Regions from separate parts of the Danio rerio genome. Here region 1 is linked to region 2. Evidence: chromatin contacts called from public HiCAR-type data. All regions are on one chromosome and are shown on one strand. Each heading gives the region's core, a stretch centred on a gene start, on an enhancer-like site or on the middle of the called end of the contact. The rest is flanking DNA. Distances are from core to core; before and after follow the strand shown. Region 1 holds the start of dync1li2 (dynein, cytoplasmic 1, light intermediate chain 2). Region 2 overlaps cmtm4 (CKLF-like MARVEL transmembrane domain containing 4).

What was found. HiCAR-type assays count read pairs that join an accessible place to other places.
Region 1: a HiCAR-type map of caudal fin shows a contact between it and region 2, with 5 times the contacts expected there. The contact joins the promoter of dync1li2 here to the enhancer-like site in region 2. A contact is called at or near these places in 5 of 18 Hi-C or Micro-C datasets (caudal fin, embryo, hematopoietic stem cells and 1 more) and 3 of 4 datasets of contacts at active chromatin or transcription factors (caudal fin, embryo and gastrula embryo).

What each region holds. Positions count from the first base shown.
Region 1 is chr7:45,278,569-45,282,421 of GRCz12tu, reverse strand. dync1li2 (dynein, cytoplasmic 1, light intermediate chain 2) reads left to right here and starts at 1,675. Exons shown (of 13, transcript NM_001017669.2): 1 at 1,675-1,776; 2 at 2,417-2,490. The coding sequence starts at 1,682. LOC141375106 (a long non-coding RNA gene) reads right to left here and starts at 1,179. Exons shown (of 3, transcript XR_012382595.1): 1 at 1,013-1,179.
Region 2 is chr7:45,210,507-45,214,247 of GRCz12tu, reverse strand. It overlaps cmtm4 (CKLF-like MARVEL transmembrane domain containing 4), which reads left to right. Exons shown (of 4, transcript NM_001002492.1): 3 at 1,282-1,380. Among named protein-coding and RNA genes, the nearest start is that of cmtm3, 21 kb to the right of the region's middle. Within about 2 kb of position 1,462, at least 7 of the 62 cell types and tissues checked have an H3K27ac peak or open chromatin away from gene starts, as enhancers often do. A contact at or near this core is called in caudal fin, where this site is marked.

The DNA.
Region 1 (3,853 bases), core at 426-2,925, 68 kb before region 2:
TAATAAATACATACTAGTGTCTAATAAATGCATATCTAATGAATAAGAACTGATCTCTAATGAAGTACTCAAATACATATGTACTATTATCTAAACATTAAAAAATAACGAATAAGAACTATATAATACATAAATATCTAATACTATCTAATAGGTACTAGTCTCTTATTATTCAGTACTAATATCTAATACACTGTAAAAAAAATATATGAACAATTAGTCATGACAGCATGTTTTTAGTTCATTGAAACTAAATAAACTAAGTTAATCATGTTCTAACTTAATTTCATAAGTTATGCAAGTTGTTTTAAGTCAGTTTAATAGGCTCATAAGGGCAATTTGATTCAGCTTAAAATTTACAGTGTAAATAAGCAGTGCCTAATAAAGAATAAGCATTAGTATCTAATGAATAAGCAATATTATCTAGTTCTACTTATAAACTAGTGTCTAAAATGGGTACTAGTAACACTAAATTAGATACTTGTGCGTTTTATTTAATAAATGACACCCTCTGGTTTTGTTTTTGAAAAACAAAGGATGAAGTAGGACGTTTGCCCACGTTGTCATGTGATCTTTCCACCGGCAGATGTCGCCGCACATTAACGACAAAAAAATCGTTTCATGATCATGCCAAAGATTTTGCCAGCCCCAAATAAGGCAATCACCATGCGAAAAAATTTAGTTTTTTTTTTTCCAAAAAAATAACCGCAGACCCTATCTTGCGGCCCCTGTTTACTTATGGTACTTGTGTTACTTATGGTTATGAATTGCTTTTTTATCGATTGTTCATGGTTTTCATAGATATTCATAACAACAACTATTTTAGAATTTATATTGAACTTAAAATAAAAGTTTTCTTTTTATAGATGTTGTAATTACAAAAGTTAAAATGACTTATTTTGTATTAAAGTTGATGATATTGTTATTTACGTCCTAAAATTACTCGAAGACAGCAGAACATGTAAGAGTAGCGTTGGTTATACTTCACACAACTTCCATGATGAAAACTGACATCTGATAGAAGAACATTTTCAATTGAGACGTATGCTCTGTTCGCTTGAAGAAGAGCCCCGTGGACCAGTTTTCTCTCCGTACATTCAGTTCTTTACCATGGCAAAGCAAAACAAACAACTGACCGCAGATCAGCGAGCGAGTCACATGCGCTAAACATCAGCGAGCGCGGCAAAGTCTGAAATGACATCATTCAAGCCAACGCGGATAGCGCTGTCTTTTCACATGCCTGATCACAATTCTAAACATCTAGGCAAATAAGTATTTTAGAAATGCATATGTCCAACGCGGCATTTTAAACAAACAAAATAATACGTATAAGTTCTGAGGAACCACATGGCTACATATCTAGCTTGTCATTCGTTTTTTATTAAGTTGTCTCTCAGTATTTACGTTCTTTATAAGCACGTTTTCGACTCATACTATGGCGAAGACGTTGTTATGAATATTAATTTACTCTCACCGCCTCTCCCCCGGAACATATGATACATCCTGTCATGTGCCTATTTAATATTTATGACTCACTCACTGAGGTCTGCTTTAACTGGAAGAACGACATCGTGCGTCGTTTAATATTCATGAGCTCAGCCTTCACCGTAGTAGGAGAGGCGTCTGACGCGAGGTCCTCGGGCGCTCAGTGTGCGCCTCCCTTTGTGCCTCTACACTCAAGATGGCTCCCGTTTTAGAGAAGAAGCTACTGGGCGCAGTCGGGACAGGCGACACTATGGAAAACAGCAACGAGGATGATGAAGGACAAAACCTCTGGTACGCACGAACCCTCAAAGCGTCCATTAGAGCAGCTGGTTTTGCAGGGAGGTTGTTTATTTGACAGTGTGATCTGCTGCTTTGTCACCAGCCGGGTGCTGCCCAGTTCAGACGCCGGTCCCGGATGAGCTCCAAAATACTTCACATTAACTTGTAGTAAAGTGTGTGTCGGGCTGGGTCAGACATTGGGAGTTGGCTACACAATAAAGAAAGTCTTCTGAAGCGTTTGGACGCAGATTATCTTGGTTTATTTGCTCATGTCATTCTCAGTGATGACTGTTGTGTGCTGTCGGTTAATACTTTGTTAAAATTCATCGGTTTTACGTTACATGCTTTGTAGTGGTAAAGTGGTTTCTCAATAAGGCGTTAAATCGTTAACTGTGTGTCTATATGTGCATGTTTTATTTAGTTTTTATGAAAAGTGTCAAGATGCTAACTCCTGATCCCTGATGTGATCTAACGGTTGATTGGTCATTCATCTCTTTAATGAACGTTTCCTTTTGCTAGCAGCATTTTTGTGGATGCTTTGGTAACATTTTATTTCTTAGTTTTGACAGCCAACAACAATAACTGTCCACACAACTATTGATTATTGCATTGAAATGTCGAGTGATTTGTCATCTGTTGTTTTGTCTTTCAGGTCTTCAATCCTCAGCGAAGTTTCCACACGCTCGAGCTCAAAGTTGCCTTCTGGGAAAAATGTTTTGCTTTTCGGTATGTAACTTTTGCTAAGTTTTGTTTTTAGTCAAGATTCATATTTAACTTCTGTGTACAATCTTTACATGTAATGTATGTAAAACGTGTAGGAAATTTATTTGTGTGAAGGAAACTGGTGTTAAGGCATTTATCACCCAAAGCTGAACATTCAGCCATCATTTTCTAATAATTGAAGGAAACACACACTATCTACTATATCTATGAATATTTATTGAGCATTAATGTTGAACAACTGAATGTAAAGCACACGTTGCCTAAAATCTAGTCACTTTTTTTTCTTGTGAAAAAGAGACAATAAATAACTTTTTGCTTTTGTAAACAAAATAAAATATTTTTTATGTTTTTCATATTAAAAGTAGAAAATAAGCAGTATCTCTTCTAGATATCTAGCATAAATATTTTAAATGTAAAGAATTTTATTGTAATGGAAAATATGCCATCTCAACGCATCTCTGGGCAGCTTCCAATCATTGTCAGTGGAGTGCAAAGTAAGGCTTGACTAAGGCCCCGTTTACACTAGTGCGTATTAGTTTTAAAACGGCGTTTTAGAATGAAAACGATCCGCGTCCACACTCGCGTTTTACCCAGCGTTTCTGAACTGCTCTCCGTCCACACCAAAACGCTGAAAACGCACATCACGTGACCACACACACACACTTTGGCAATCGCTGGAGCCCATCTACCCAGATGAGAGCTCTGCTAGTCGGACTTCTCATCAAGCATCTCCCGCTGGATCTAATCTCACTATATTTATTAAACGTGATATTTCATTCATCTTGTTGTCTTTATCTAACGACATATTCCCTGACTTTGGTCACTGGAATCTATTACTTGTTCTCAGGTAACGTGTTTTGGCTGAGCGCAAAGATAAGTTAATGATTAATGTAAGCACGTAGCCTACATTCTGTATATTGACTGATCGCTTGCCTTTATTTCCTATAATGTATAAACTTATTGTATGTTATACTTTTATAATGGCCATTATCGATTATTAAAACTGATATTCAGCAAAAGAGAGGGTGTGTTTCGTATTTTCACTGAAATTGAAAGGAGGCAGTTGTTATCGGCTCCGTTTTGTTATAAATATGCACACAGTGAAGATGACTCTCATGCAGCACGACGCCTCAACATTTCTGCTGTCTGTTTAGTTGTTAATATTAAAATAAAAATAGGCAGTTCCTTATATCAAGTTTACATTTTATTGTTGAGAAAGTGAAACAACGTAGCCAAGGTGATGTGAATGAAGTTATAAAGTACACTGTTCCCTGTGAAGATTGACGCGTGTCCTCGGTATGTTTTCCATATCAAACTGAGAAGAAGAGATGCAGCCTTGATCAAACTTGCGAAGTCTGAACTTACA
Region 2 (3,741 bases), core at 213-2,712:
TTATCAACGACCAAAAAACAAATTAGAGTGTATTGGGCGAGAGGTAAATATATTTGATATTGGTAATGTATTTAATACGATTTAAAAATAACTAGAAAACATTACTTTGTTAAATTATTGTTTACATTTTATAATAAACTTTTTAAAGTAAAAACAAAAACAATCCCATGTAACAGAATTGAAATAGTTTAGTTTTTGCCTTTAGTTGTCTTCTGCATAGTCCTCTATCCGTCCAGTGAGGGTATTTACATTTTTAAAAATCTGAATAATTACCATTTAATTTTAGTTTTTTTTTTTTTTTTTTTTAGCTTAGCAATAAAATGCTCCAATTGTCTCCCTCATTCTCACTTTATTCTGTCATGGGATGGTGGGCCAAATCAAAGGTTACAGTGAGTCAATTTTGGCCTGCGGGCCCTACTTTGGACACCTCTGGTTTAGAGCCTCTTGAGGGAGAGTAAATAATGACTCAATCATGTGCATACAGTGCTCAGCATATATGCATACACCCCTCACAAATCTCTCTTTTAAATTCATATTTTTAATAGGAAGCTTTACAATATTATATTTGTGCAAATACATTAGATCAGTCAGTACTGAAGCCAAATCTGGAGCTTATCTAACAAAATAACTTACAATAATGGTCCAAAAACAAGTACAGTCAAATTTATATTTTTAAAAAAATTTGCTGTATTTTGCTTGAATTGAAATGTTTTATCTTTCAATTTCTGAATGTTTGGTGACAAAAATATTATATATATATATATATATATATATATATATATATATATATATATATATATATATATATATATATATATATATATATATGTATGTGTGTGTTTGTGTGTGTATGTATATATATATATATATATATATATATATATATATATATATATATATATATATGTGTGTGTGTGTGTGTGTGTGTGTGTATATATATATATATATATATATATATATATATATATGTGTGTGTGTGTGTGTGTGTGTGTGTGTGTGTGTATATATATATATATATATATATATATATATATATATATGTTTAATCTGTTTTGTTCAAATTCACCAAAAACATTCACTGCCTATGTTCACTGAGGAATGGAGAAAAATATTAATTTTCAAAATGGGCTGTACTCCGTTATGCTGAGCACTGTATGTATGTACGTGTTTGTGTGAGAGAGTTTAGAAATGTTGTTCTGCCTAATGGACACAGTTTGCACAGTAATGCATGTTCTGTAGTTAATATAATAATCACATTCTCTCTCTTCCTCGCATTTGCAGGATTTAATCAACACTGCCACCAGCACCTTTTTCTTCTTTCTGGCTTCAGTGGTTTTGGCAGCTCTCAACCATCAGTCAGGAGCAGAGATTGCAGCTGTGGTAAATATCAGTCTTACTCAGCTCTTTATTTCACGTCCCTGAATTCATATGTCGAGTGTAAGTGATTTAAGCCCTGATCACACGTGGCTCTGCTGCCCTCATGTGGCTGAAAAAAAAAAACATCTGTTCCTGGAGAGAGTCCTGGACACGTTGCGGTTTACTAGATCCACACAATTTAGTCACACATCAACCTTGTGCTCGTTTTGGTTCATTATTTGAGCTAATTTGATTGTATTTCAGCTTCATTTTAGCCTATTTAACATAAGTTCTGGAAAGCCATTTCTACCTCATAGTAAAAGTATATGAAAATGTCAACAATAAACATACTTAACAAACACCTGACAATGTAACAGCTTCACACATATGACTGTAGATTTGCATGTTCTCGCATTAATTAAATAAAAGTAGGGCCTTTTGTATGTTCAAATAAATTAAGAAAATAAGCTGAAATTTCCCGACATGACACGTGAGGAAACGTGATGTCAACAACAGATTTACATACCAAGAGGTGGTTGGACAGGTCTTCCTCTGCGCACATGCAATGAGCGTGAGAGGTAATTGGAAATGTACAAGGGCGGTACTGCTTCGTTGCAATTGTTTTTATTAACAAACCAATATTTATAATGCATATTCTGAACCGCAGGGCTGCATGAATCGTGGAGAACAACGGGACGATACTTTTTGCCCCCCTAATATTTATACACATAACCTTATATATATATATATATATATATATATATATATATATATATATATATATATATATAGGTCTATATATAATCCTTATTGGTGGTCCAACAAATTATTGTGTACACATGTATGTATTGACTAAATGTTTATTACAGCTGTCTTTTCTTCTGTTTTTTAGCCAGTTTCTTGAGCTTCCCATCTTTGTGAGCAAAAAGTTTATTAAAGCTGTTTAGCATTTATTATTTTGGCTGATTTAAACAATTATAAGCAACACAAAACAGAAACATTTTGATATTCTGATTTCAGTTCCTACTGTATGTAGAAGAGACCCGCCATCCATCTGAATCTTGCGTGACATTAATGACGTCATGTAAAAGCAACCTATTGTTAATCGTCTATATGTTCTTTTGTTAAACTCATCTGTTTACAAGGAAAGAAAGAAAGAAAAGCACTGTCTTGTCCTGTCCTCTTGCAATTGATATGCTTATATTAAATAAACTTCTGTTTGATTTCCTGCACTTTGTTAAAAAATCGTTTTTTTACTCTTGAGGCAGACAGTTTCCTCAAAGAAATCTCCTGATTTTCCCCCAAAATAAGCACAGAAAAAGTCAAGAAAGTACTACTGCTTCCATCTGGTCCTGCTCATTACACTGTATTATAACCAAAGCCACCATAAACATCTCACACACACATACCTTTCCCATTAGTGTGTGTGTTTTTGGACCTCTCGTTTTTGGCTGTGAAGAGGTTTCTAGCAGATGATTCAGTGACGAAAAGTAGAAGGGAAATTTTCTAGCGATGCTAAACAAGGCTCCGATTCTCTTCCTCTAATCCTGACTTTTAAAATGTAGTCATTTGGAGAATAACCAGAGATCAGCACAATATCCAGCGACACCCTGGAAGTCTCGAGGCTGTGGATTTTAGCTGAGTGTTTTATAGTACAGATGTTCTCAGTGGGAAACCACTTTAACACCCGGGGGTTTTGCTGAAGCACAGGGCCCTGCTGAATTCCTGCAGCTCTCTCAGCCTGTCAGACAGAGAGGAAGAGAGAATTAGCTTTTTTCAACCTTGCCCATTTAATCTTGCCATTTACTTTCATTTTCTTTTCAGCTTAGTTCCTTCATTAATTTGGGATCGCCACGGTGGAATGAACAGCCAACTTATCCAGCATACTTTTTTACGAGGCGGATGCCCTTCCAGCTGCAACTTATCACTGGAAAACACCCATACACTCTCATTCACCAACACATACAATACAGTACGGACAATTTAGCTTTTTCAATTCACCCATAGCGCAAGTCTTTGGACTGTGGGGGGAACCGGAGCACTCAGAGGAAACCCACGCAAACACTGAGAGAACATGCAAAGTCCACACAGAAATGCCAACCAACCCAGCCGAACCAGTGACCATCTTGATGTGAGGTGATCGTGCGACCCACTGCGCCACCGTGATGCCATTGCCATTTATTTTTAAAACATATTTGATAGCGTATAGTATAGCATTGGATATAAATACAAGAGATTTAATGCTATATAAACTGTAAAAGAATAAATAAAATAAATAAATAAATTCTCTCATGGTATTCCAAACTCACTGAAATAAACACTTATTTGGTTAATTAATCAGAATCCGAAAGAGCTTTATCGCCAGGTATGTTCGCACATACGAGG